2 separate regions of the Mus musculus genome follow, and region 1 is linked to region 2. The links are chromatin contacts, called in public HiChIP or PLAC-seq maps. All regions are on one chromosome and are shown on one strand. Each heading gives the region's core, a stretch centred on a gene start, on an enhancer-like site or on the middle of the called end of the contact. The rest is flanking DNA. Distances are from core to core; before and after follow the strand shown.

The links. HiChIP or PLAC-seq counts read pairs in DNA pulled down with a chosen protein or histone mark.
Region 1: a contact with region 2 is called in an H3K27ac HiChIP or PLAC-seq map of embryonic stem cells, with 6 read pairs. The contact joins the enhancer-like site here to the promoter of Dck in region 2. A contact is called at or near these places in 5 of 39 promoter capture datasets (3T3-L1-derived adipocytes, cranial neural crest, frontonasal cranial neural crest and 2 more) and 5 of 115 datasets of contacts at active chromatin or transcription factors (embryonic limb bud, embryonic stem cells and forebrain).

The regions. Positions count from the first base shown.
Region 1 is chr5:89,352,404-89,357,307 of GRCm38.p6, forward strand. No RefSeq gene overlaps it. Among named protein-coding and RNA genes, the nearest start is that of Gc, 100 kb to the right of the region's middle. Within about 2 kb of position 3,433, at least 9 of the 459 cell types and tissues checked have an H3K27ac peak or open chromatin away from gene starts, as enhancers often do. A contact at or near this core is called in embryonic stem cells, where this site is marked.
Region 2 is chr5:88,763,636-88,769,009 of GRCm38.p6, forward strand. Dck (deoxycytidine kinase) reads left to right here and starts at 1,378. Exons shown (of 7, transcript NM_007832.4): 1 at 1,378-1,711. The coding sequence starts at 1,621.

The sequences.
Region 1 (4,904 bases), core at 2,183-4,682, 590 kb after region 2:
CCTGATTTCCTCAGAAACAGTGGTGACTCAACTGAGATTACCCAGAACTTCTGCTAACCACATCATATGTTCTGAAAAGACACTGTGTGTTAGATGGAAGGATCTATAAAGGTCAACAAGCTCTCATTGGTGATTGCATTCCCCAAGTGTTCCTTCTCCAGTATATCCTTGGTCTAATTTTTGGAAAAACTATTGAGAGTAGTGTTATCTCTGATCACAGTTACATTTTGTTGCTATTTATATATTAAAGCTTATTATAAATCCACTTATTTATCTGTGTTATATTTTCCTGGTGAAATCATTATGAAGTGTTAACCTTTAGCCAGATGATATTTCTTTATCCAATGTTTGATTAATCTGGTGCTAATGCAGCCAATCCAGCTACACTTTAACTAATGTTTTAATTATATGTCTTTCTTCCATACTTTACGTTTTAGAATATTTTTATCTTTACCATATAGGTTTTGTGTAGAAAGTATCCAGGTGGGTGCCAGAGTTTAGATTTGGAAAACTTTCGAAAAGCTCAGTAATTGGAAGACTTGGTCCCCAGGTGATGGTCTTTCAGGGAAAGAGTGGAATTTTTTAGGTCTAAAGTCGCCACCCAAAATGGCAGTACTTGTGACAATATCCTAAACAGAAGACGATATCTTAAACTCTGACCAGGAAAACAGAAGGATTGTCACTGAGTAAACAGAAGTCTAAACACAGGATTTCTGTTTACCAGAAATGTTCTCTAATAAGCTCCTAAAGGTTAATTACCTCCGGCAAGGGCATCGAGCTCCCAGTCAGCCTGAACAACCCGAGTCAGCTCAAAGACCCCGTCTTGCTAGCTGTCATATAAAATCTGCTTGCTTTTCTGCCATTTTGCTTCTCTTTGCCTGCCTGCCCCCAACATAGCCTTGACAGTTTGATCCCCAATAAAGCTTTCTCTCTACCCATGGATTGATCTAATTTTGTGGTTTCCTTATACTCTCACAGAATTTAACAGGAGGGCTGACTAGGAGGTCTTAGAGCATTTGTTCTCCAACGGGACACTGACCCTATTTTCTCATTTCTTTCTTTTGTTCTCACTACTCAGTAAGCTCCATCTCACGCTTCTCGTCAACCAGAGCCTAAAAGCTGCCAGGTCATAGATGGAAACCTCTAAACCCACGAGCCAAGGAAGCCTTTCCCTTCCGACATGACAGTTACCCGTTCAAATATTTGTTGAAGAAACAGAAACCTCATTAACTTAGCTAGGTCATCATTAGATCTCATATTCTACTCTGATGGTCTCTATATTTTATCAAACTATTTACAATACTTACATATAAATGTAAATATACTGTTGAGTTTCACTTTACCATCATGATATTTGCTGTTTTTATTTTTCCCATCTTATTTTATGTTAATTTATATCACTAGAATTCTATTTTACATCCACTGATGTTTCATTCATTGGATTTTCTCAGATTTAGATTTCATATGAAGTTTATTTTTTTTTCTCTCCACAAAGAATATTTTATTGTATTAAGATTATATGTTGATAGTTTTTCTTCTCCGCATTGTACTCTGGTTTATAGTTTTTGTCAAGAAGTATTAGTCTTGTCATATATTAGTAGGTCTATTGATATTTTCTGAGTTTATAGATCTTACACACTACAGTGTTCAAACTTGTATTAATTACCTCTATTTAGATTTTCATTTTGATGATATTAATTCTGTTTTCTAAACATTCCATTTGCTTTTTATATATCTTCTATTACTTTTATCATTTTTCTAAGGGAAATTATTACTATCCCTTTGTAAGCAGAGAAAATATAAAACAGTGTAAGTTTTAGATCTCTAGTTAAATCTTTATTGCTCTCTATACATTTTAACTGACAATGTTCCAGTCATTTGTCTTCTTCCCTTGTTTGTACATCTAAAACACTCTCTGACTTGTTGGTAGTCAGATAGTTTTGAGTTTTGCTTAAAGAAAGTTAAGTCTCTGGTAGATTAGTTTGATTACCTAAAGTTCTACTTTGAAGCTTGTTTATTTTGGTTGAATACAGAGTAGCTTTGGTTCTAGGGTTTAATTTGTTTCCTCTCCTTAGTTATGGCCTTGCCACAGTTCAGTGCAAGCTTTGCACCTTCAGCAAAATCTCTCAGTTGAGGCTGAATGGAATTCAAGTAGTTTCTGGTACAGTTTTAGCTCTAGGAATTGCTCATTTTTTAGTTCCTTGGTAATTGCTTGATTTTGTTTTTTGTTTCTTGGGTTTTTTTTTGGTCATAAATTGTTATTGTCTGTTTTCTTTAGATTTCACCTTAAAGCTAGACAGATTGTTCCTCAGCCAGTCACTTTAGGTGACCTATATAGAGAATTCTGGAATTCTGTATTAAAGAAGGAACATTCCCTTGAAAATTCTGTCAAATCTCAATTCCCTAAACCTAGTATCTGCCACATACAGAGACATTAGGCATTTTATTCTGTTCTTCTCTGTATCACTTGAGTGGGCGTGTTTTACACAGCTTCCCATCACTACTTATTAGGCATCATGTTGGTTGTGGTGGATGCTCTTCCATAGCCTAAACAGATAGAGTTGTAACATTTGTCCCTGCTGTAGGCCTTTCCCAATTGTCTTCTTTGCCCATACACTGGTGTTGTGGATAGCCCTGGGCTAATTATATTCGATGTTAATTCCATTCTCCTGTGAGAAGCTGCAAACAAGGAATGAGTCAGCACTCAGGTGATTTCCTGTAAACCTGCTTCCCACCTTAATTTGTAAAATAAAAGAGAGCAGATGATTGGGCAGATAAAAGGGAAGGTGGAGTGGAAGGAGAGGGGTGAGAAGAGAAAATTGGAATTGAGAGAGGACACAAAAGAGGAGGAGGTAAAAGAAAAGTGGAGCAGAAGCACATGGCCTGGAGAAACTGCAAGTTCTAAGGGGTCTCATAGATGTGGAACATGGTAATAGAGTGGTAGATCTGCCCAATCTAGGTGCACAGCATATAGTCATATTAATTGTGTTGTGTTTTCATTGCCAGGGCATATTTGGGAGGAGATTTACTGCAACACCCTGGTCCTTTAGTATTTGTGTTCTTTCTTGTTAGGTGGTTAAACTCCTACCTTTTCAACTGTAAAGGAGGATAACAAAAGGAGAGCAAGTGGTACAAAATGCAAGCCACTCTCTACTTGTAAGAGAAGTGCTCCATTTACAAGGTTCCTGATCATTGTGTGGATAATGAATTTGGTCCTTTTTTCAGCTTACTTAACTAGTATTGCAACAACTTCCCTGTTCTCACTAATCTGATGTGTTTCTAGGCTAAATAGAACTCTAGTCTTCACTTTCTTAAAAGTTCTGTGCATGTACATATGTGTGTGTATGTGTGCATGTATGAAAGAGAGAGAGGGAGAAAGAAGTTTGTCTAGTGACTGTGGGTGCACATACGCCGCAGCATGCATGTAGAGTTCAGAGGACAACCTTCCACCTGGATTTGACCCAGGGTCTCATCTATGTTGCCAGGTGCATGTGCCAGGGTATCTGGCCAAGGAGCTTCTGGGAAATTCCCCTCTGTTTCCTATCTTACCATAGGTGCCCTGTTGTAACAGACGCTGCCATGCCTGGATTCATGTGGTTTCAGAGATTCACATTCAAATCTTGTTGCACAAACACCTTACCAACTGAACATCTCTCCATTTTTTTTTCCCGTTTTTTAAACAAAATTTATTGCTGTTTTGTTAGTTTGGGGTACTGGGGTGAGGGTGGGCTTAGTGTTTCTGGAAGAGTAAAATGTGGGGAAGACAGTGCAGAGTTACAGGAATGGGAAAAACCAAGGCTTTGGGTATGATGGTTACTAGAACATTCTTCTTTAAGTTAATGTTCCCTTCTCATGGAAGCATCGTTTAAATATCTGCTCACAGTCATTTATCATTCATTTTTCTACCTGGCAGAGTGTTTACTTAAAGGCCAGGGAGGCCAGCACAAACACTGGAGAATGAGCCCAAAGGTAAAGTAGATTCTTCCCATATGGCCTGATTTTTTATTTTATAAGTTTGGCAGAACTGGTTTTTTTCTTTACTTATTTCTAGAGATAGTGAAGTTATTTCTTATAGGCACGACACTTATAAATGTGTCTCTACCATGGAATAAAATTTTTAAGAAAATGATTCTTTATATTGGCCAATCTTGTTTACACTGTATTGTAAGTTCACAGTTAGAGTTCTTAGTATGCTGTGTACTCAACTGCTCCTTAAAAACGGATGCGTTTTCCACACACGACCCTCTGCCCCTGCCCTTTCCTTCCTGGTCATGCTCTATCCTTTTGGGCTCTGCTTTTCCTCCCTTGAGGTCAATCTTCACAAAATGAAACTTCTCTCCCTCCTTGCTTGCCTTTCTTGTCTTAATGACTATGTACCAGAAAAGGAGAGTCCCAGTAGAGATCTGGAAGGAGAAAAGGTAGGAAGGAACACTTGTTTCATTCTTCTAACATTTCCACAGGGTGGTAGTACTCATACCTCTCCATAGATAATAGCTGTCATGAGGCAGTATCCTTGGCTTTCAATCTCCCAGGATGGCTCTTCACTTTTCCTGGGGAGATGTAAAGAAGAGCCTATTAAGCCCTAATAGGGAGGGTAACAACCAACAAGAGAAAGGATTCCATCCAAGTCTAGTTTCTGTGAACCAATGAGTTAATTCTGGTTACTTTACTGTAGCACAAGTAACCCAAAAGTTGATATTCCACTGGGAGAGCCTCTAAGAACTTTGGGCAGCCAAACCACTGAAGGGTCCTATCCATTATATGGATGATCCACGAAACTCTGCACAGTTGAAGAGGTGAAGTCACAACATATATGTCTCATGAAAAGCTATACCAGTGAAAAACTCACACTAGATTGAGATATAGCAAGGTGCACTGCTAAAGTGTCACAAGCCAGCAACCAG
Region 2 (5,374 bases), core at 128-2,627:
GAATAACTTCTGGGCTAGGGTCAGAGCCATGTGTCCACTTTTTCAGCTCTAGGACCCCAACTGGCTTAGCTTTATGCAGGGAACATGCATGCTGCCTCACTGTGAATTCATGTGTGTGTTGGTCATGGTGGGTTTAGAAGGCCTTGTGTCCTTGGTGTCCTCCATTGCCTCTGACTCCTAGACTTTCCCCATCGTTTTCCATAAGGTTCCCAGAGCCCTGAGGAGAGGGCTTTGGTGGAGACATCCCATTTAAAGCAGAGTATGCCAAGGTCTCCCTCTCTGCACTTTATGCCTTTGTGGGTTTGGTTCTGCAGAAAGAAGCATCTCTGATGCTGGCTACAAGAGATACTGACCTATAGGATATCACTAGGTATCATTTTATTGTTCAGTTATTGTAGCAGAACAGTATTTGGATTGCCACCTGAGCAGTGTCAGATATGTGTTACATCTCATGGAGTGGGCCTTAAATCCAGCCAGTCCAACAACTCACTTTAATACCTGCTCCTTTTTTTGTAGAAGTCGTCATTTCTCCGCTGCTAGGTCCATTTTTAGGACATATTTTAGGTCAAATGATAGTTACACGCTAAAAAAAAAATAAGTTCCTTTGTTTTTGTAGATAATTTGAATCTGACTTCCAGATGGGTAATCTTTTTACCAGGTCTATACCCTGATTAAATAGCACCTCTCTCTAGCTCAACCTAGCAGAATGCTGTGTGTGTGTGTGTGTGTGCAGAGTACATCTCTATGTATAAACATGTGTATATGACTTTAAACATTAATTACATGTTAGGCCATGGACATGCAATGTTAAGTCATAGCCATGCTGCTGAGAAACATACCTAGTGTTAGGTAACTTTATAAACAGCACGGTGTAGCATGCAAATTAAAGTGGAGACCTTGGGTGTTATGATGCCAGTTTCCAGTCTCACTTCTGGTCCCAGACTTTAAACCAGTAGCCACTCCCTCCCTTCCTTTCATTCTAGGCACTATCCTGTATGGTGGATGGTACTAGATCGCTGGTTAACGAAATAACTCTTAAGACAGTGACGGACAGCTACACGTTTTCTGTGAGAGACACCTACTGAGGCTCTTAGTTTGAAATTACTAGTTCTTACTTTTCTTCCCGGAAAAGTTCAAACCACGAAGCCTGACAGGATCCCAAAGGGCTGGTCCAGAAAAGCCTGACCCTACTCTTCCCTAGGCGCTTCGCTCAAGCTCCGCCCCTGCCCTCGAATGAGCTCATTGCGCAAGGCCCGCCCCCCGCCCTCCCACTGCTCATCCCGCAGGCCCCGCCCCCTCCGGCTCACAGCTCGTCGCGCACGGTCAGTCGCCCGGCTCTCTCAGGGTTCTCCTCACAAGCCCCGCCCCCTACCCTGCGCTCCTGGGACGCCCGGCCCGCCCGGAGGAACCACAGACATGCAGATCCCGCGAGGGCGAGGCGTATAGGGTGGGAGTCGGGGCCGTCAGGGCGGGTTCTCCACGGTCTGCCCAATCGCCTGCGCCTCCGCGCGCCAAAGTCAAAGTGCGGGTCCCGCCGGCGCGAGATTGACGCTGCAACCCGGAGCCGCCCGTGCCGCCGTGTCCCTGCAGGTTCCGCACCCGAGCCGTCTGGAGCTAGGCATGGCCACCCCACCTAAGAGGTTCTGCCCTTCTCCCTCGACCAGCTCCGAGGGGACCCGCATCAAGAAGATCTCCATCGAGGGGAACATCGGTAAGGTGTCCCCGGTGCGGTGCTGTGCTGGTGCCCCAGGATCCTTCCCTGCTGCCCTGCTCGCGCCGGCGCGGTGGCTCGTCTGGCCCGGCGCCAGCGGGGGCTTTGTGAGGCGCGCTCTGGACCAGTGTGCACCCTTTGTTGGGAACTGTTTTTTCTTGAGATGTAACTTAGGTATGCGAACCCCTTTTTAGGTGTGCTCTTCAGGTAGGCTTCACTGACTTGCGGTTTTACCGCAAAATTGAGACCGTTTTCATCATTTACATCCCCAGTTCCCTTTGCGCTTCTTTGTAGTCAGCTCTTTCTCCCTTCCCATCCCCTTACAAGCCCTGACCTGCTTCTGTTTTAATCCCTGCCAGTTTTGTTTTCCCATGATGTCCTAAACAAAACCAGAGTGTCTTGTTTTCTGTGTCTTGCTTAGTATACTAGAGTGCCTTTAAAACTCACCCATGCTGTTTATTTCTGCAGAACTTTATTTCTTGTTCTGTTTTTTTTTTTTTTTTTGAGACGGTCTCACTTTTGAGACCTGCCTGTCTTGGAACTCACAATGTTGGCCTTGAACTCTCTAGCGATTCGCCTGCCTCTGCCTCCTGTGTGCTGGAATTAAAAGAATACACCACCACGCCTGGCCCAGTGTAATACTTTAAAAAAAAAAAAAAAAAGAAAGTAATATTACAATGAGTGGTATATAGCACATCTTTGTTGTCACCATTTGGGTTGGCGTTTGTAGCAATCCCTAACACTACGCTACACATATGAGGAAAGCAGGTAATGAGTTTGATAGTGTGCAATGTTTTATTCCCTTTCCCACGTACAGGTAAGCACTGAGTTTTGGCTTAAAGACTCTTAGAGTTTCTGCCCTTAACCTTACTGGGGGAGCTACACTGTGCATGTCATTTTGCAAGGTGAGCTTGAATTGCCCATTCTTTTACATTTCCTACCACTGGGAACCAACCGACGCTTCCTGTTTTGGCACAGCTGTTAGGTTTGTGCCTGCAGGTTGAGTACTGACTATTCATGTATGCAGCGGATGTTTTCAGTTTTGCCACCTTCAAAGCACCATCTCTTTGAGAAAGAAGGTCAGCAGATGTAAGCTTCAAGAGAGCCGAGCTGAGACACAAAGAGGGCAAGTTTTCCTTGCTCCACACTTCTGTGGCCGAGATCCTCCTTTCTTATAAGTTCTTTGCGATGCCATGTTTATTAGTAAGAATCCTCAGGGCGTCTTAGTGGATGAAGATGACCATATGAATGATGGGAGAAAGTGTTCAGTAAAGTCATCTTCAGGGTAAATTCCAATGGACAGATCATAATGGATTATCTCCCTTCTCTCAAGCTCATGTAGGCAACATACATCTAGTCTTCCATCTCCTTTCCTTCGTACTGCTTTAATCTTCCCAGCACTGGAAAAAATTGTGAGTGGGCCGCTCCGTCTCCTGCTTCTCTGCATCCAGAGCTATCTTTCCACATACAGATTCAGTAGTGCCATCCATGCCTGCCATCCCTCTCTGACCCCCAACTGCACTGGAAAGATTAGGAAAGATTGCTTACTAGCAGTTAACAAGTTTCCCTTAAGCATCTAGATCTTTTCATTGACCAAAAAAAAAAAAAAAATTCTGAAGCTTTGGCAAGCACTAGGCATGCAGGTCAATTTGGGGAAGTGCCATTTAGATTAAGGCTTGTCACTGTATTGCTCTTGTATAGTTGTTTACATCACCTTATCTCATCTGTCAGGTCCAAATAACCTGTTACTGTAAAAATTACGCAATCTGCGAAGACTAGTTCGTAATTCTTAGGTTCTTCCTAAAATTTGAGGTTTGCTTGGTCATTTTTAGTTGCATAGTTACGTAACCTGTTGTCTCATGTTCTGGGTTGCAGAGCTATTCCCTAGGTTAGATTTGCGGAGGCTCATTTCAGTGTGTTCAGAATGACTTAGAATGGTGATGCACGTTCATCGTTAGGGACTCTGCTAGTTAACCGTGACTTTCTAGTTGTGGTTTGTGTTTTGTTTCAGACAGGGTTTCACTCTACAGTCCTGACTGGCCTGGAACTTGCTGTGTGTAGACCAGGCTGGCCCTCAGTCTCACAGAGTTTTTTTTCTACCTGCTTTTGGGTGCTTGGGATCAAAGCCTTGTATACCACCTCTCTAACTGCGCCTTGTAAAACTATTCATGGGTAGTGTTCTTTCACCTTCATAGAATATTAGTTCACTAGCTCTTTTTCCAGCTCTGAGCTCCCTCCAAAAAGTTAAGAAAGGAGCTGGCAGTGACTATTCGGGGACTGCAGCTGACTGTGTTATGATTGCTCAGCTTGAAGTAAAATTTAACATTTTTTAGTTTTAAAGTCTGACTGTGTGAAGTGGGCTTGATGTGTTAGCCTTAAGAGCGTTTAGAGTCTTGACTAGTTTGAGATACTTGAGTGTTTCTTGTGTACCCTGAGTGTCATGTTCTTTTTTTTTTTGCCTAGTCCACTGAGCCATGCTCATTTCAATCATTGATCTAGATGCAATACTCTCTCTAAACTGAAGCCCTCCCACACAGAGTTTTAGTCACCAGGGTTCTCTCCACCAACTCAGGAGCCACCCAGTTCACGATTACATTGATTTCTTCTCTGGTTTGTACTAAATACACTTTCATGTTGTGCTCCTCACCTGCCCTGTCGCAGCATGGACCTCCCTTCCCTCTGCTCTGGACATGAGTCTGCTATTTTTTATGAGACAGGGTTTCTCTGTGTAGCCCTGGCTGTCCTGGAACTCACTCTGTCAACCAGGCAGGTCTCCAACTCAGAAATCCGCCTGCCTCTGCCTCCCGAGTGCTGGGATTAAAGGCATGCACCACCACTGCCCAGCAAGTATACTTTTCAAGTCAAAGGTAGCTAGCTCTTTTGTGCCAACCTTAATAAGAAGTCCATTTTATAAAGAAGAGGACACTTGACAAATATATTGAAGCTATATAGTCGTGGGGTATATGTGTGTGTGTATTTGGTAAGAGGTAGAGGAAGAAAGAACATGATACCGGCCAGTAATGCCTTGTATAACCACATTTGGTGACTTCTGATAGATAGGGCGTGGTGCTCTTTAGAAGGACTGCTACGCCCTCTTAAGACACAAAGTCCAGACTCTCTGGTAGAAAACAGTGAGTATAGAATGTCCTGATTACACATAAGCTCTTTTTGTTCTGTTCTTCCCTAGACATCTCAGAAATTAGTGAGCAATCGGGAAAAGGAAAACATAACCTTTTCTTTTTTTAACGGTTTGGTAGAGAGCACAGAACCATAAAAGTGAGGCAGATTTCTACAGCTTTTACTCCTAGGAAGTGCTTTGCAAGACTTAAAATAATTTCTGTTAGCTATAGGGCTTATTAGGGTCCGATGACAATAGTTAACCAGCTCTTAAGCATTGGGTGCATCTTCACATTGGTTTTTATAGATATTTCTAATTGGTTTATTAACTATTATTATGATTTTATTTTATTTTTGTTTTTTTGAGGCAGAGTTACTCTGTAGCCCTGGTTGTCCTCGGAGTTACTCTGTAGACCGGGAGATCCACCTGCCTCTGCCTCCCAAATGCTGGGATCAAAGGCATGTGCCACCATGCCTGTCTTATTGGTACTTTTCGTTGTTGTTGTATTAGGGTCTCTAGCTTCCTTTTCCCTTCTTTTTAAAAAT